Regions from separate parts of the Mus musculus genome. Here regions 1 and 2 are each linked to region 3. A link is a contact called in public HiChIP or PLAC-seq and promoter capture Hi-C data. All regions are on one chromosome and are shown on one strand. The core of a region is the stretch at or near the end of the contact, and the rest is flanking DNA. Distances in the headings are between cores, read along the strand shown.

What was found. Promoter capture Hi-C pulls out the DNA fragments that hold promoters and counts their contacts. HiChIP or PLAC-seq counts read pairs in DNA pulled down with a chosen protein or histone mark.
Region 1: a contact with region 3 is called in an H3K27ac HiChIP or PLAC-seq map of embryonic stem cells, with 3 times the contacts expected there. The contact joins the enhancer-like site here to the promoter of Pkd1l3 in region 3. A contact is called at or near these places in 7 of 39 promoter capture datasets (3T3-L1-derived adipocytes, the C10 cell line, hematopoietic stem and progenitor cells and 2 more), 1 of 15 datasets of contacts at CTCF or cohesin (the NIH/3T3 cell line), 3 of 115 datasets of contacts at active chromatin or transcription factors (bone marrow-derived macrophages, embryonic stem cells and fetal liver) and 2 of 9 other capture datasets (adipose tissue and liver).
Region 2: a contact with region 3 is called in a promoter capture Hi-C map of embryonic stem cells, with 2.1 times the contacts expected there. The contact joins the enhancer-like site here to the promoter of Pkd1l3 in region 3. A contact is called at or near these places in 10 of 39 promoter capture datasets (3T3-L1-derived adipocytes, the C10 cell line, the HPC-7 cell line and 5 more), 1 of 115 datasets of contacts at active chromatin or transcription factors (bone marrow-derived macrophages) and 2 of 9 other capture datasets (embryonic stem cells and liver).

Annotation. Positions count from the first base shown.
Region 1 is chr8:109,889,379-109,892,432 of GRCm38.p6, forward strand. The region is part of intron 2 of Phlpp2 (PH domain and leucine rich repeat protein phosphatase 2); the gene reads left to right. Among named protein-coding and RNA genes, the nearest start is that of Phlpp2, 22 kb to the left of the region's middle. Within about 2 kb of position 1,628, at least 9 of the 459 cell types and tissues checked have an H3K27ac peak or open chromatin away from gene starts, as enhancers often do. A contact at or near this core is called in embryonic stem cells, where this site is marked.
Region 2 is chr8:109,944,711-109,947,502 of GRCm38.p6, forward strand. No RefSeq gene overlaps it. Among named protein-coding and RNA genes, the nearest start is that of Marveld3, 16 kb to the right of the region's middle. Within about 2 kb of position 1,256, at least 74 of the 459 cell types and tissues checked have an H3K27ac peak or open chromatin away from gene starts, as enhancers often do.
Region 3 is chr8:109,612,681-109,615,496 of GRCm38.p6, forward strand. It overlaps Pkd1l3 (polycystic kidney disease 1 like 3), which reads left to right and starts at 1,554. Exons shown (of 33, transcript NM_001286454.2): 1 at 1,554-2,143. The coding sequence starts at 1,837.

The sequences.
Region 1 (3,054 bases), core at 378-2,877, 280 kb after region 3:
CTTCCAAAGTCCCTGTAGTCTATAGCAGTTTCAACAATGTTAAAAGTTCAAAAAGTCCAAAGTTCAAAGTCTCTTCTGAGATTTATCCAATCACTTAACTGTAATCCCCAAAGCAAGGCAGGAAATCAGCTGGGCAAACTCCAAACTCTGTATCTCTGTGGCTGATGTCAATGCAGTCTTCAGATCTCCAGCTCCTTTTTCATCTTTGTTGACTGCAGCAAACTTCTTTCTCCTGGGCTGGTTCTACTCCCTGTTAGCAGCTTTTCTCAGCAGATAGCCCACTGATCTGAAATCTCAAAATCTTGGGGTCTCCCAAGGCAACTTCAGTGTCTGGATCCACATATGATCTTGTGGGCTCCTCCCAAGGGCTGGCATCACTTCTCCAGCTTTGTCTTCTGTAGCACTCTAAGCTCAGGTTGATCCACTCCACTGCTGCTGCTGTTCTTGGTGATCCCTCATGGTACTGGCATCTTCAATACACTGGGGTCTTCAGCTGCAACTAGGCTTCACCAATAGCCTCTCATAGGCTCTCTTCATGTTGCCAAGCCTCAAATCCTTTGCATGACCCCTTCAGTCCTAGGCTGTCAACTGCAACTGAGGCTATACCTTTACCAATGGCCTTCTATGACCTCTCACAGTACCAAACCTCAGCTGCTCTCCATGACCCCTTCATGCCTTCAAAACCAGTAACACCTGGGTAACTCTTATACATTACCAAGTATAGTTGCAGCACGAGGTACAACCTTGGCTATCTCTGGAACAAAGCTTCTTTGTGCTCTCAGAAAACACTTCCCAGAAGATTTCACCTCAGTAATGCTGGTCTCTTCTTAATCACCACTAATTTCTTAGTTCCAGCTAACCTGCATCAATTGTCCCAGTAGTCCTTTCTATTCTGGACTCTAAAGCCAGAGAGCCACATGGCCAAAGCTGCCATTTGCTGGGGCTGGAACATGACCCCCTTGCTATATTACATTATCACCAGCCTTCTGTTTTCTAACTGTTTCACTGCCTAAGCTTGGCTGTCCTGGAACTTGCTCTGTAGACTGACTTTGAACTCAGAGATCTGCATGCCTGTCTTCTAAGCACTGGGATTAAAGATGTGGTCCACCAAGCCTAGATTTAAGTTTTTCTTCACCTAGAACTTGCTCTGTTCTAGGCTGGCCTTGAATTCAGAGATCTGCTTGTCTTTGCCTCCAGGGATTAAAGGCTTGTAGTAGCATGCCTTGATCTAAATTTAGCTGGATGGGATCTTGCCCCTAGGTCACTACTCCCTTAATTCAATTTAATATCCTTGAACACAGGATTCAACTCCATTTTCACTTCCTCGTGCCCCTTTAATACTCGAACCATATATTTTGTATTTTTCTTTTCTCAGCTTGCTATGCTTGTTTACAATGTTCTTCATGAAACTTAACCAGAGTACACAGTCTCTGCTGGGCTTTTTTGAGACTTCCTTTGTCAATGCAGTTTAATCTGAGTCTCTTCACCTTAACCTCAGGAGACTCTTCAGACAAGGGCAAAAAGTAACCACATAATACTACAAAAACAGTCTCTAGGCTACATATAGAAATTCTCCACTGAAACCTCTTGGGCGAGGTCTGAAGAATTCAAATCACTCTTACTAACAAAGCCTTCCACATTCCTACTAGGATAACCCATCAAGCAAGCCCCATTTAAAGCATTCCACTGCTTCCCAAATCCAAGGTCCCCAAACTTCCAGACAAAAGTATGGTCAGGTCTATCACAGCAGTACCCCACTCCTGGTACCAATTTCTGTATTAGTTATGGTTTTACTGCTGTGAATAGAACCCATGACCAAGACAAGTCTTATAAAGGACAACATATATTTATGGCTGGCTTTCAGGTTCAGAGCTTCAGTCCTTTCCTCAAGGTGGAAGCATGGCAGCATTCAGGCAGGATGGTGCAGGCAGAGCTGAGAGTTCTACATCTTCATCTGAAGGCTGCTAGTGGAAGATTGGCTTCCACGCAGCTAGGATGAGGGTCTTAAAGCCCGTGTTCACAGTGCCACACCCACTCCAACAGGGCCACACCTTCTAATATTGCCACTCCCTGGGCTGAGCATGTACACAAACCATTACAGTGGCCTGTACTTAAAATTCCAGCTGTTGGGAGATGTAGAGAGCAAGGCCATTGCAAGATTGAGATGAATCCAGACTCCACAGTGAGTTCCAGGGCAGCCAGTTCTCTGTATCTAGGCCTTGTCTCAGAAAACTCTGCTGCCTAAATAAGTACTGATAAAAAGTTTAATACTGTGTGTCTTATGTGCTGTATGTTCTCCTCTGGCCCCCGTGTTAGTAGCAGCAGCAGCAACAACAACTGGTAATTAGAAGACATATTGAGCTGGACATGGTAGGACAGATTTAGAAGTCCACTACTTTGGAGGCTAAGGCACAATTGTCAGGATTTCTATGCTAGCATGGGTTATAACAGCAAGCCCAACAGACAACTAAACTGAGCAGGAGGAAGGCAAGCCCAGGTGTTGGTTTATTTTTGGTGTACCATCTCCTCTTTGGTTCTTATTTTGATGCAGGTGTTTGTATGCAGCTTTTGTAGTGATTACTGTTTTCATTATATATATATATATATATATTTTTTTTTTTTTTTTAATTAAATCCTGTTGTGTCAGTGTACTATAGTTACTCAAATATAAAAGACTAACCTTTATAACTTGTCTTTATAGGTAAGTATGTTATATTTCTTTTTTTTTTTAATTCTTTTTTTAAAAGATTTATTATTATATCTAAGTACACTGTAGCTGTCTTCAGACACTCCAGAAGAGGGTGTCAGATCTCATTACGGATGGTTGTGAGCCCCCATGTGGTTGCTGGGATTTGAACTCAGGACCTTTGGAAGAGCAGTCGGTGCTCTTAACCACTGAGCCATCTCTCCAACCCGTTATATTTCTTTTTTATTTGTTGTTGTATTAGTTTTATTTTATTTTTTTGAATCAATGTCTTATTTTGTAGCTTCGGCTGTCTTGGAACTCTCTATGTAGACCAGGCTAGCCTTGAACTCACAGAGATCTTGTTTCTG
Region 2 (2,792 bases), core at 6-2,505, 330 kb after region 3:
ATATGCATAACTAGGTTATTTACTAAAAATATGTTTAGGACTTTTCTACTTTGGGGGAAAAGAACATGGAAGACCTATTTTCTGACACCATGAAGACAGTGAAAAAAATGCTTGCTTTATTGTTAAGCACCTCATACAGATATACAAGGAAATATGATCATGGCTGCTCCCCACTTTTGCCCTCCAGCTTACCCCTCTCAACCTCATTTTGCTTTATAACTTCCTGTTAGGTCCAGTTACTGCTGCCCATCCTTCGTGGGTGTGGGCCCAGAGCGTGGGAGACCTCCAAAATGAATGATTCTCCCCCCCCCCGCCCCACCCCCGGTATGAAAATAGCGTATATATTTTTTCTGCTAGTCAGCTTTGTGCCCTTATAACAGAGTATCTGACCCAGGCAGTTAGTGAAGAGGGAGATGCTTGTTTCTGGAGTGACGCAGGGAAGAGTGGAGAAGGAAGGGGTCGCCGCTCAGCCAGATAGACCTGGTCAACCCTAGTAACCAATGAGTCATGTTTCTAAGAGCACCAGGCATCTCACGGCCAAGGCTTCTGTGACAGTAGAGAACACAGACCACACCCAATCCATAGCACCGTTTTCTGCTGGAATGGCAACAGAGATGACTCACTAAAGTTTATGGTTGAAGAAATGCACTTAGGAGGTGGAGGCAGGAGGCTCAGAAGTCTGAAGCCAGCCATGGCTTGGGGCGAGTAAGACACAAAAAAAGTCACTATAGGCAGCATAGTTGTCAAATGAGGGCTATTAGCTGAGGAAACCGGTTTATGAGCCGTTAAGTTCCTTAAGTATATCACAGCTGTTGGCACCGCAGGAGTCAGGTAGCTAAGCAACCCTGGGCAGCGTTCTTTCCATGAGGTTAAAGTGGAGCATTAGGACTTTAGACTTGGTGAGTGTTGCTTTCCAAGAGAATTAGCGTCCAGTTAAGCCTCCAGCTTACTGCTCTCTCTGCTCTCACCAAGTGTCTTCTAGTCTGTGGATTTCAAACAAGATCAGCTACCTCTCAGCCCAAGTAAAGGCCGTGTTGAAGTCATCTTTCAGGCTTCCTCTTCATCCGGAATCAACATTTTAAACACTTGGTTTCTTGGCAGCACACTCAGCTCTTTCGGTGTGCCTGCCAGGCAAGCACTGTACCCCCGCTTCTTGATACCTCTGTCCCATGTGATATATGGGCTGAGGTGGCACAAGTGGTCTCAAGTTTGTTTTCCAGTGCCAGTGATATTCCACGGCGTCCTGAAGGCCACAAGGACTTGTCTGTTACTTGTAACACACCTCTATTATGACTCAGAGGGCCGTGGTGGTGGTGGTGGTGGTGTGTGTGTGTTTAAGATCTATTTTTCTTTTTAATTATGGGTGTGTGTGTGTGTGTGTGTGTGCACATGTGCTTGTGGACTCCAGAGGAAGATAGCAGGTCCCCTGGAGGTTTAGTTATAGGAGGTTGTGGGCCACCTGATTGGATGCTGGGAAAAGCATCCTCATAACTGCTAAGCCATCCCTCTATTCTGTGTCCAAGTCTTATCTCCGCTGCTTACAGGTTTTGTGACTGTGGGAAAGTTAACCTGTTTAAAGCAGTTTAACATTGAACAGAAGTCACAGCTTCGGTCATTTGTGCCAAAGTGGTAGATAGGAAGAACTTCTATACCACTGAACAATAATGTTCTGCAGTGAGTCGCTGGTAAGGAACATCAGCCCTTGCCCTTCTTGGACCTTGCCTCCTCATTTGTAGCACACGAATGACAAGTCAGCGTAACCCGACAAATAGTGAATCCCATCGGGTTTGCTAGAGGGTTTCTAGTACTGAACTCTGGACTTGTGGCAGTGTGGTTAGTTTACTCCCTGATGGGTTCTAATCAGAAGAGGAGCTGCCACCCAGGAGCCAACCGGACACAGGGCTGGGGTCACATAGTCAGTCTACCTTATCCAGTGAAAGATCCAAGGTGGGCAGAGATAACAATAGGAACACAGAGAAATCATGAAAACAGTGCCCTGGGGGTGCCAGTCTTTTGTTGAAGGGCACACATGTGATTTTGGCGATTGTCAAAGTTTCTTTGTCACTTATCAAGCCTTAGTGCGGGACACTAATCACTACCAGGCCAAGGGTGACAATAGAGATTTCCCTGATTAATTCTCCCTGAGCTTTGCCTCATTTCTTAAGAATTCCTTCGTTTTTATTTTATGTTTGGATGTTCGCCTGCCTGCCTGCCTGCCTGCGTGTGCATGACCTGTGTGCCTGTGCCCTCAGGCAGGTTGGATCCTTGGAGCCGGAGTTACAGATGGTTGTGAGCTGCCATGTTAGGGGCTGGGAACTGAACCTAGAGTCCTCTGCAAGAGCAGTAAATGGCTCTCGACCAGCTAGCCATCTCTCTCCAGCCCCTGTTTTCCGATTTCTACATGGGGTGTGAGTGCAGATGTCAGGGTGTAAGCTTGGAGAACAGCCTGAGGGAGTCCATTCTTTCTCCACCATGTGGGCCCCAGGGGTCAGACTCAGGCCATTTATCTGGCTTGGCAGCAGGCACCTTCGCCTGCTGAGCCATCCCTCTGGCCATCAAGGACTTGTATTTTAAAAGAGAAAAATCAAAAGTTAATTCCAATGGCATAACCTTCCTCCCCACAAATGTACATGGCACAGCTAGTGGAAAATATTTTCCTCTGGCCACTGGGAGTTACTCATTTGAACCCAGCCCCACAACTGCCTAGTAGTGTGCTGTTGCCCCCCCCCCCGCAAAAAAAAAAAAAAAAAAAAAAGGAAGAAAGAAAAAGAAAAAAAAGTGTAAAATTATAT
Region 3 (2,816 bases), core at 304-2,803:
ATTTTATTTATTTTTATTTTATGTATACGGGTGTTTCGTCTGTCTGTATGTATGTATACCATGTACATGGCCTGGTACCTTCAAAGCCAGAAGAAGGCTGGATCCAGCATGTGGGTGCTGGGAATTGAACCTGGGTCCTCTGCAAGAACTAGTGCTACTAACCATGGAGCCATCTTTCCAGCCCCCTATGATTGAGTTTTTCAAATAAATACTCTCCTTGTCAGCCCAGTATTCTGGCAAAGGATTGTATCCAGGATGTATAAAGGGACTCCCAAAAAAAGTTATTAGGAGAATAAGTAATGCAGTCAATAAATGGCAAATGATCTGAGCTGACACTTCTCAGACAGCTGGTAAATATGGGGAGGGGAGATGCTACACACCCTGTGTTAGACTGAGTTGCCACAGAAATAAAAAAATAAACTGGCCTTCCCTGGGAACACTTTGTCCTTTTCTCAGCACAATGAAAGGTGATGGTCTCTCCGCAGGAACAAGGACCATGTACATGTGGAGTTGGGGTCTTGGGGGCAGAAGAGCCCAGTCCATCTGCAGGTCATTTCCCCTGTAGTCAGGAAGTGGTAGCTCCCAGCGGGTTTGTGTGGATCTCCTGATTAGGAGCTTCCATAGATGTCATCTGTCAATCAACTTTCCTGCCCAGAGCCTCTCAGCCCAGCTGCTGCTTAGACACCATTAACCCTTCATCCTCAGCCATCAGGAAAATACAACCCGAAGCTATGCTGGGAATCCATTTCACGTCACTCAGAATGGCCCTCATCAAAATCGGGGAAAGTTACCTTTATACACTGTTGGTGGGAGTGTAACCACGTGTAACCTGTAGCAAACAATAGGGAGGTTCCTAAAAAAACAAACTACAAGGATGCTATATGACTCTGCTATATGAAGACTAGGTGTATACCCACAGGGAATGAAGTCAGCACTCAGAAGAGAGCCTGTGTGTCCATATTAATACTCAGTACTGTTAACCATAGCCAAGCTACAGCAGTGGCTCAGGTGCCTGTAAACAGATGACAGATGAATAGATAAAAAAGAGGATATATATATATATATATATATATATATATATATATATGTGTGTGTGTGTGTGTGTGTGTGTGTGTGTGTGTGTATGTATATATGTGTGTGTGTATAGATAGATAGATAGATAGATAGATAGATAGACTTTTAATACCAACACTCAAGAGGCTGAGGCAAGTGGATCTCTCTGAGTTCAAGTCCAGCCTGGTCTACATAGTGAGTTCCAGGACAGCTAGGGATACATAGTGAGACCCTGTCTTGAAAATAACAACAACAAAAGAAAGTTTTCCTTTTCATAAAAAAGTATCCATTTTTCTGGACACATACCTCATTGCTAGGGTGCTTGTATAGAGTGCATAAGGTTCTGTGTTAGAGCCCATGCTTTAAGAACTAAGCTCGCCAAGTCTAGTAACACTGGTTTCGATATCCACCAACCTCTCCCTGCTTGCAGGTAGCTTTGGCGTCATAATGGGTCTTTATTTGCTAAAGATACATCTGGGCGTGTAGACACAGATGGAGACATTGGTGCCCCCGACTGTAAAGCCCCGTTTGCTATTCATTTGCAGCCGGTGAGAAATAGCTTCCCTAAACAAAACAAAACCTTTATCTCCTTGGCAGGTTGTTCCCAACCCACAAAAGAACAATACGGACGATTCTGACAAACTCACTGAGTCCTATTTAAAAGCCCAGGCAGCTGCCAAGCCTCCGTACATCTTCTCTCTTCTCACTCGAGCCTCCGTACATCTCTCTTCTCACTCGAGCCTCCGTACATCTTCTCTCTTCTCACTCGGCACAGAGAGAAAAATGCTCTTGCAGAGGCGGTCCTGGCTCTGGCTGTACATTAGAATCGGTGTCATTCTGGGTGATATTTTGGGACGTAAACCAAGCATCCGGGAGCAACATGGGGGAAACAGCTGCTATCAGCTTAACAGACTTTTCTGTGACTTCCAGGAAGCAGATAACTACTGCCACGCCCAGAGAGGACGCCTAGCCCACACGTGGAACCCCAAGCTTCGGGGTTTCCTAAAAAGCTTCCTGAATGAAGAAACAGTGTGGTGGGTCAGGGGAAACCTGACGCTGCCCGGATCGCATCCAGGGATAAATCAGACAGGTAGGGCTCTCGTGTTGAATGTTGAGGGGAAAAGCTTTCTTGGGCTGTGTTCTAGGGTGGAAGAAAGTCATCTTTGGCCTTTCCACTTTTTTTTTTTTTTTTTCAGATTACATTTTAAGGTATTGTTTTTTCCCTTTTTGAGATTTATTTATTTTACGTATGAGTGCTTTATCTGCACATCTACCTGCTTGCCAGAAGAGGGCATCAGATCGATTACAGATGGTTGTGAGTGTCCATGTGGTTGCTGAGAATTGAACTCGGGACCTCTGAAAGAGCAGCCAGTGCTTTTAACTTCTGAGCCATCTCTCCAGCCCCCTTTCAGCTTTTATAATCAGAAAAAGGGTTAGTTTGACCATCAATCTCTCTCCATACGCTTTCCACTTTTGTGTCTCGGCCAACATTTGTCTCCATAGCAATGGCAATGTACTTTTTCCCCCCCTGAGACAGGGTCTGTCTGTGTAGCCTTGGCTGTCCTGGAATGTGCTCTGTAGATCACGTTCCAGGCCTTGAACTCACAGAGATCCTCCTGCCTGTGCCTCCTGAGTGCTGGGATTAAAGGTGTGCACCATCATTGACCGGTGGCAATGAGCTTTTTGTCAGAGCCTGTCTAAAACTTAATTCCTGAGTCTTCATGTATGGTGTTATTTTGCTTTATTTGATTTGGGGTATCTGG